Linked DNA regions of Mus musculus: region 1 is linked to region 2. The links are chromatin contacts, called in public promoter capture Hi-C maps. All regions are on one chromosome and are shown on one strand. The core of a region is the stretch at or near the end of the contact, and the rest is flanking DNA. Distances in the headings are between cores, read along the strand shown. Region 1 holds the start of Nr2c2 (nuclear receptor subfamily 2, group C, member 2). Region 2 holds the start of Pradc1 (protease-associated domain containing 1).

What was found. Promoter capture Hi-C pulls out the DNA fragments that hold promoters and counts their contacts.
Region 1: a promoter capture Hi-C map of pre-B cells shows a contact between it and region 2. The contact joins the promoter of Nr2c2 here to the promoter of Pradc1 in region 2. A contact is called at or near these places in 1 of 39 promoter capture datasets (pre-B cells) and 2 of 484 Hi-C or Micro-C datasets (CD4 T cells and CD8 T cells).

What each region holds. Positions count from the first base shown.
Region 1 is chr6:92,090,188-92,093,804 of GRCm38.p6, reverse strand. It overlaps Nr2c2 (nuclear receptor subfamily 2, group C, member 2), which reads right to left and starts at 1,372. Exons shown (of 15, transcript NM_001347342.1): 1 at 991-1,372.
Region 2 is chr6:85,449,864-85,453,265 of GRCm38.p6, reverse strand. Pradc1 (protease-associated domain containing 1) reads left to right here and starts at 1,964. Exons shown (of 5, transcript NM_001163427.1): 1 at 1,964-2,153. The coding sequence starts at 2,087. It overlaps Cct7 (chaperonin containing Tcp1, subunit 7 (eta)), which reads right to left and starts at 1,761. Exons shown (of 12, transcript NM_007638.4): 1 at 1,139-1,761. The coding sequence starts at 1,144.

The sequences.
Region 1 (3,617 bases), core at 123-2,622, 6.6 Mb before region 2:
AAATCCACAGTGTAGAACTCACTGGGCTGCAAGTCACTTTGGGACAGCTTATTCCAATCTCTTTTTGGAAATGTTTGCTTGGCTTAACTTACACTGTCTCTTGAGATATCCAAAGAAAGAATTAAAACTGAGACTGCTCATATTATTAAAAAGGTATTGTTTGATTTCAAATATTTTATTTTGGATACCGGATCTTATAGCCCAGGCTGGCCTAAAACTCTATGTAGCCAAGAATGACACTGAAACTTCTGATCTGCCTCCACCGCCCCAGTAACTGGGATTACAGATATGCAGCACTACATAAGTTTATGCAGTGCTAAGGATGAAACTTGATTTCCTACATGCTAGCCAGCCCTTCCTACTATGTTATATGCACAAATATTTTAGTCATCAGACTTTCCAATGGAAGCTAACATTATATTTTGTAAAGTTTGTTTTCCACTTTGATAAATGAGATTTTCAGTAGCTTCATAGCATCAATCAATTTTATCTCTGGGAAAGATAAATATGTTAAAAGAATGCCTACTGAAGTCCAATTCAAATTCCCTGCTTAGTATAATGGACATTTTATTGCTGGGCATGCTATCCCAACTGTCAAGTTCGGGTAAAAATGCACCAATTAAATATGCAGCACTTAGCTATCAATAGTATCAGCAACAATTTACTCAACAAAAAGTGTGGGAAAATCTTCCCTTCCCATCTTCAAGCTTGCTATCCAGAACCCAGCTCTTTTCCTGAAATCTATTCAAACATTCAGTGAAGCCTGACTTCCTCACCATCCAATTAAATTAATGCCCTCACGATTCCTTCAGCACATCATCCAGTTTCTTCCATTCTCTGACCATTCTCTGAGCCTTTGTATCCCCTCGGCATCCAAAATTCTGGGGGGAGAATGGCTCCTTGCCCAGGTCAGTTGAATCTCTGGAAGTAGTGTCCTAGTGTCTAAAGCTACGCACAACTGTGTTTAATGAAAGTAGGAAAGAGAATCACCTCACAAGTTTTCCACTCCAGTTGGTTCCTTATATATTTCCACATCACCATTTTGGGACTAGGGATGTTACTCAATGGCAGGGCCGTCCCCAGCACCACAATAAGACGAAAAAACTAACACCACCATTTGCAAATTACTTTTGAGGCTGGCAGAGTAGCTTGGACTCCATTTTCAGAGAACAGTCCCTCAAACAATGCTGAGGAGAGAGGCGAGGCTTGGCAAGAACGTCTGGTGTCCCAATTTCATGGACTGAAATTGAGCCCGCCAGAGGGGCTCCGTCCAGAGTCGTGAGGAAAGCGCGAACCCCGGAGAGCCTCCAAGTGCCGACGAACTCTTCCCTTCTGGCCGCGCCATGGGTTCAAAAAGCATCACCAGCTTCCCAGCCCGAGACCCACCAAGTTCCTCAGAGGCTGGCCCGCCCGGCCTCACACCCCGCACTAGCGGCCCCCGGGACCTCCCTCTCCCACCTGGACCAACCAGCACAGCCCCGGGGGCGGTGCCGCAGGCCGTGGCCCTCCTATAAGGGGGAACGATTGGCCAGCCCGGCCGTCACTCAGGAGGTCGTGCCCTGCCCACGCCTCCCTCCCTCCCCTTCCACCCTCCTAGTCCGGAAAAACGGCGGTTGGGCCAGGGTGGCAGCCAACGGCAGGCGGGGAGTGCTGGGGTGAGGAGCGGGGAACACAGGAAGAAGCGGGCAGGCCGGGCGCGCGCCGAGGGGAGCCTGGCCGGCGCCGCGGGGACAAGATGGCGGCGCTGGCGGAGGGCCAGGCGTGAGGCGGGGCCGCGGACAGTCCCCCTCTCCGCCCCCGCGGCGCGCGGCCGGCCCGGTCAGGACAGCGGCTCGCCGGGCTCGGCCGCGGGAGGGGAGGGGAGTGGAAGAGAGGGGAGGGAAGGGTGCGGCCCGGCCCACTATGCAAAGCGCCCGCTGCTGCCGCCGCCACCGCCCCGTGGCAAAGGTAAAAGGCCGCGTTCAGCCTCCGCGGCCTCCATGGCGGCGCAGGCCTGCCCTCCTCCGCCGTGCCGCGCTGCGCCGCGCCGCGCCGCGGCTTGGCCCGGCGGGCTTGCTCTTACCTCAGGGTCGGGCGCCACCACAACCGCGGAGCAGATCCCGTGTCTGCGGCCGGCGCCCCCGGCTAGGAGGGCAGGGCGCGGGCCGGGCAGGCGCCGGAGGGCAGGAGCCCGGGGGCTCGGGCGGCCGGGACGCCGCGGCGGGCCGGTGCGGAGCGGGGCGGCGGGCTGGGCCCTGGCACCGCCGGGGTCGCGGAGGGACCGCGCTTTGTTATTGTTTTTGTCAGTGAAAGGTCAGAGTTCGTGACCCCGGTGCCGCTGCCGCCGCCGCCCGCGCGCTGGGAGGAGGAGGGCGAATGTTCCTCTTCCTCTTCCCGGCGCCAGCCTCACCGCGGCGGCGGGGGGCGGGCGAGCACGCGATTGGCTGAGCGCGCGCGCGCACCGGAACGCCGCCGCTGCCGCTGCGGCCGCCGCCGGAGCTGAGGCCCGCAGGCCTGGGCCGGGCAGGTGCGGCCGATCCCGTAGGCACCGCTTGCAGGCTGGAGAAGCGGGCCCTTGCCTGGCGCCGCGCCGAGATGTTGCAAGCGAGCGGTGTCCTGGGAGTGCACTGAGCTCCCGGTACCTTCCTTGGGATGGATGGTAGCTTTCTGTTTTAAAGCTCCGAGGATGTGCATGCCTCTGGCCGGACCAGGCAAGTGTGCAGATGCCCCAGGCCCATTTTTAAAACAGGTGCTTAGCCTTGGAGCCCAGACTTGTGCAGTCCCGTGCCCCTCTCCTTCGCGATTTGAGAAAAGCAGCTTTGGCACGCACTGATTGCATTCTGAAAAGCCTCCGGGTTATACTTCTTCATTGGGCTTGGGAAGGTGCCGCCGTTTCCCTCTGAGTGTCTGCCTGCAATGTTCACCCACTCCCCTTGATCACCGAGCTGTGTAGATTGGATATACTCTACCATCTAATTACACACACACACACACACCTCTTGCTCATTAGAAATAAATGCTTCAAGATTTTTGCAGTAGACATTTAGGCTTACAATAGGGTGACTCTAACAATGCCCATAGTCTTAATCGACTTTCTATTTTGTGGCAAGTGTTTTAAACACAGTCCCCTCCCCTTCCTGTCTCCTGGGAAAGTGGGGGGGGGGGGGCAGGGATGTATCTCTGTGCCCTACAGACCCTGTAGCTGAAAGGAGCCTCTACAGGAGGCAAGGAAGTTTTCCTCATTTATAGAACGTGTGCCCCGGGAGAGCTCAGTAACATGCCTAAGGTAGCCCATATATAAGTCCTTTCACTGTAAAATCCTTGAAAATATGAAGTGGTCTGGAATAGAATTTTCCAAGAATTAAAGTTTATAGTGCTAAATAATACAGTGTAAAAATTCACGTTGATGGGGTTTTCGAAGGAACAGTACAATTGCTCACGTTTTAAAAATAAATCATAATGAATGCACTTATCTTGGTTTATAGTTTTCTTTTTCTTCAGTTGATATTCTGGATCTGCCACTTAGACTCAGGACCTGGAACCCTCTTTAAGTAACCACAGTAAGGAAAACCAGAGCTCCTTGAAGCTACTGGTTCACCGGTGAAGTTAGCCTGGCTTCTGTTGGCCGCATTTGCTGT
Region 2 (3,402 bases), core at 715-3,214:
GGAGGAAACAAGAGTCACCAGCAGCTCATAAGCTGTAAGTATGCAGCACAGCAGCAGAAACAAGAATCATCAATTTAGGTAAAACCCAAATGTGATGGTCTGGGACCCTTTGATAAAAGGTTTGCTACTTGTTTTGGCCAATGCTGGGCCACTGGTCATATCAGCAGCAATGATGCATATTTTACTGCAGCACATATGACTCATGGATTTATGCCTCAGCTCTGGTCTTCGCCGACCAAATCAATTTCAAGCGCTAGGGGTCAGGGAGCATGGACATGCTTCTGTAGGGACTCCTTCGGAGGAGAAGCTGTAATTTGGTAGCAGAGGGAGGACCTTACAGGTTTCCAAGTCTGTCTGGCATCTACGCATAGGAAGAAGCTGCAAAAGGCAGACAAAGGATTGACACTAAAAAGCAAAACTTAACGAGTGTGCTGATGCCAAACGCACAGGATTCTGTCTTGGAAGTTGACATTGCTCACTAACAACTCAGGTTTATCACAGGGGAACAGGGGAGGTATCTGACGCTGTCGGGGATAAAGGGTGATGCAGGAGGATTACAGGCAGACCTTTAAGAGACTCTCCTGCCTAAAGTACTCAGGTCGTCCCATCTTTGGTACTGTGTACATCAATTGCCCTTTTCCAGCACCAAGTACATTCGGGAGAACTAAAAATGCCCCCAACGAACAGGTTCCAACAGGAACGAAGGATTCTGTCTTTCCACATGCGGGAACGTAAACGACCACAATGCCAGGCAGGGCGTCACTTGGCCCAACCTAAAGACCCTCACGCTGCCTCTGTGCGCCTAGAAGCTCGCGCCTTCACTTCCGCACCTCCCAGGGCGATGTAACCCGGCCTTATGGTAGAGGTACAGAGCTCAACACACACTCGGTTCCGAAAACCCAAGCCTCCATTACGGGGAACAGGCTGAACAAGAGGTCTGTGGTCCCAAGCACCATGAGATCCATGGTTTCCAGGCCCAGCGGCATCGCGAGCCCCATTCGGCTCTCGCCAACAGCTTCAGTTTTGGATCAAGGCCGCCTCCGGCCGGGGAGCGGAAACGAGCCACTGTAGACACTCCGCATGGCGGGCCAGGGCCGCAGGGTCGTGGATGGCAGCGGATGCGCGGAGAGACACTCACCATCATCTTGGAAGCGGCTTCAGGTACCCGCAACTCGTCAGTTGTCCGCCTCGGGGCCGCCCACCCAAGCCCACAATGCTCCGCGCCGGAGAAATGCCCAGAAGCTTCTGGCGAGACGTTAGCCCGGGAGAGGAAGGGGCCGGACCACTTCCGCCACTCTATGGTTAGCTCCCGAGGTAGCCGGCTAGAGGAGTCGGAGGTCCAGGGACGCTCTAGGAACTCGCGTTAGCTTTGGCGGGGGTCATCGAGTCTCGCAGTGCTTTTGGTTTGTAAGGTGCGGTAAGGTCCCGCCTCAGCCCGCGCTCCCAGACGCCATGGTAGACGTGCAATGAGCTATCAGTACTGAACACCGGCTAGGAGAAGCACCTTAGGTGAGTGATCTCACTGCACCTGCTCAGCTCCGTGGCGAGGGAGCTCCGTGAGTTTCACAGGTAGCTTGGGAAGTTGGGAACAGTGTCCCGGGTCACAGGTGCGCGGCCCGCTCGGGCGCAGGAAATTTGCTCGGGTCGGCTTCTAGCTCTGTAGCGCCCCTTATCGGCCGAGGCGGCGCCGTGCCGCCTGCCCCTTCGCGCGAGGCCCGTCTCTGCCTGGGGAGGAGAGCCGTGGATCCCGCGCAACCCCGCGAGCCGCCCACCGCAGGTTCCGGGAGGCGCGTCTATAAGGAGGAGTGCGGGGGCGGGGCCGCGAACTGCAGTTGCTATTAAGAGTTTTGGCCAATCAGCGCCCGGTTCCACTTCTCCTGGCCAATAGGAAGTGGCCTAGGGCGCAGAGGAGGAAAGTGCGGCCACACGAACAGGCGTGGCGGCCAATCAGCCGCTGGCCTCCGTTCTGTGCTCCAACCGGCGCGGAGAGCGGGCCTGAGGGAGGCCGTGGCAGCTGTCAGGCTAAAGTCGGGCGAGGGATCGCGGCGGGACGGCGGCGGCGGCGGCGGCGGGACGGGCCCTGGAGATGAGCCGTGGCGCCGCGGGCTGGTGCTGTCTCGTGCTCTGGCTGCCCACGTGCGTCGCGGCCCACGGTGAGCGGCGACGGACAGGCGGGCGGGGCGGGAATCCAGCGTGCGCGCTTCCCGGGCTGGGGGCCACGGGTCACCTTGGGGACCCCGCGAGTTTGGGCCGCCCAGATCCAGGGACTAGACGGCTGCAGCGGGTGGATGCTGGTTCCCGGGTCAGTGAGTAGGCACAACCTGACAACCCCACCCCTCCCCGTCGAAACAAGAGCTTTCAGCTTTCCTCCCACTGAAGGCGACCCTGGTGACAGCTAGAGATCCAGAACGGAGGATGTGAGCGTTCTTATAGGCAGGAACACACATATGGGCTCACACGCACAGGCACCCACTTACACAACTCGAACATAAATGTACACACCTACGCGTTAAGTGAACACATGCATATACCCGAAGCTTATTAGATAAGCACATCAAATGCCAGACAGGGGTGTGCTTGTGGAAAGGGTTGCCTGGTGTTAATCCAGAAGGCTTCCTGGGGGGGGGGGGGGGTTATCCATCTGATGAAGTGTACCTACACTCAGGACAAAAAGCTGCAAGCCCCCTTAGCTCTGTCTGAGCTGTAATTTGGACCATAGACAGGATCAATTATAGACACAGCAATTGGATTGACTAACAGACCTGAGCTTCCATCCATCAACATTTACTTGCCTTTCTGGCAAGTTTAAAGAATCCAGGGACTCAAATCCAACTGAGAAAAAATATCCTAGCAAAGCTCTCGTGGTTTTTTTGGCCATTCTCTTGTTCAGGACAGCAGAGCTGGGCAGAGTTCTTTGTTTAGTAACCTTTACTGAGCAGCCACTGTGTCCTAGGCACTGGAGATTCATCTCTGTATAAAGCCACATACTTAAGGCTGGAGAGGTGGTTCAGTGGTTAAGAGCACTGACTGCTCTTCCAGAGGTCCTGAGTTCAAGTCCCAGCAACCACATGGTGGCTCACAACCATTTGTAATGGGGATCTGATGCCCTCTTCTGGTGTGTCTGAAGAGAGAGAGACCGTGTATTCACATAAAATAAATAAGTCTTTTTTAAAAAGCCACATACTTAGAATCACTGCTGCGATGAAAGAAGCTGACATAGAATATTATGAATCCACCATAATTACAGAGGAAGTATTAGCTGGGAGAAAGTATATTTTGAATGGGTGGAGGAAGGATAAGGCAGCATCTTTCTGAGAAATGACAGGTAAACTTTTAGGAAGACCCAAAAAGATAAAGACACTGAAAAGCCAGTACAGCTTTAACATGGGAAAGAGGAAACAA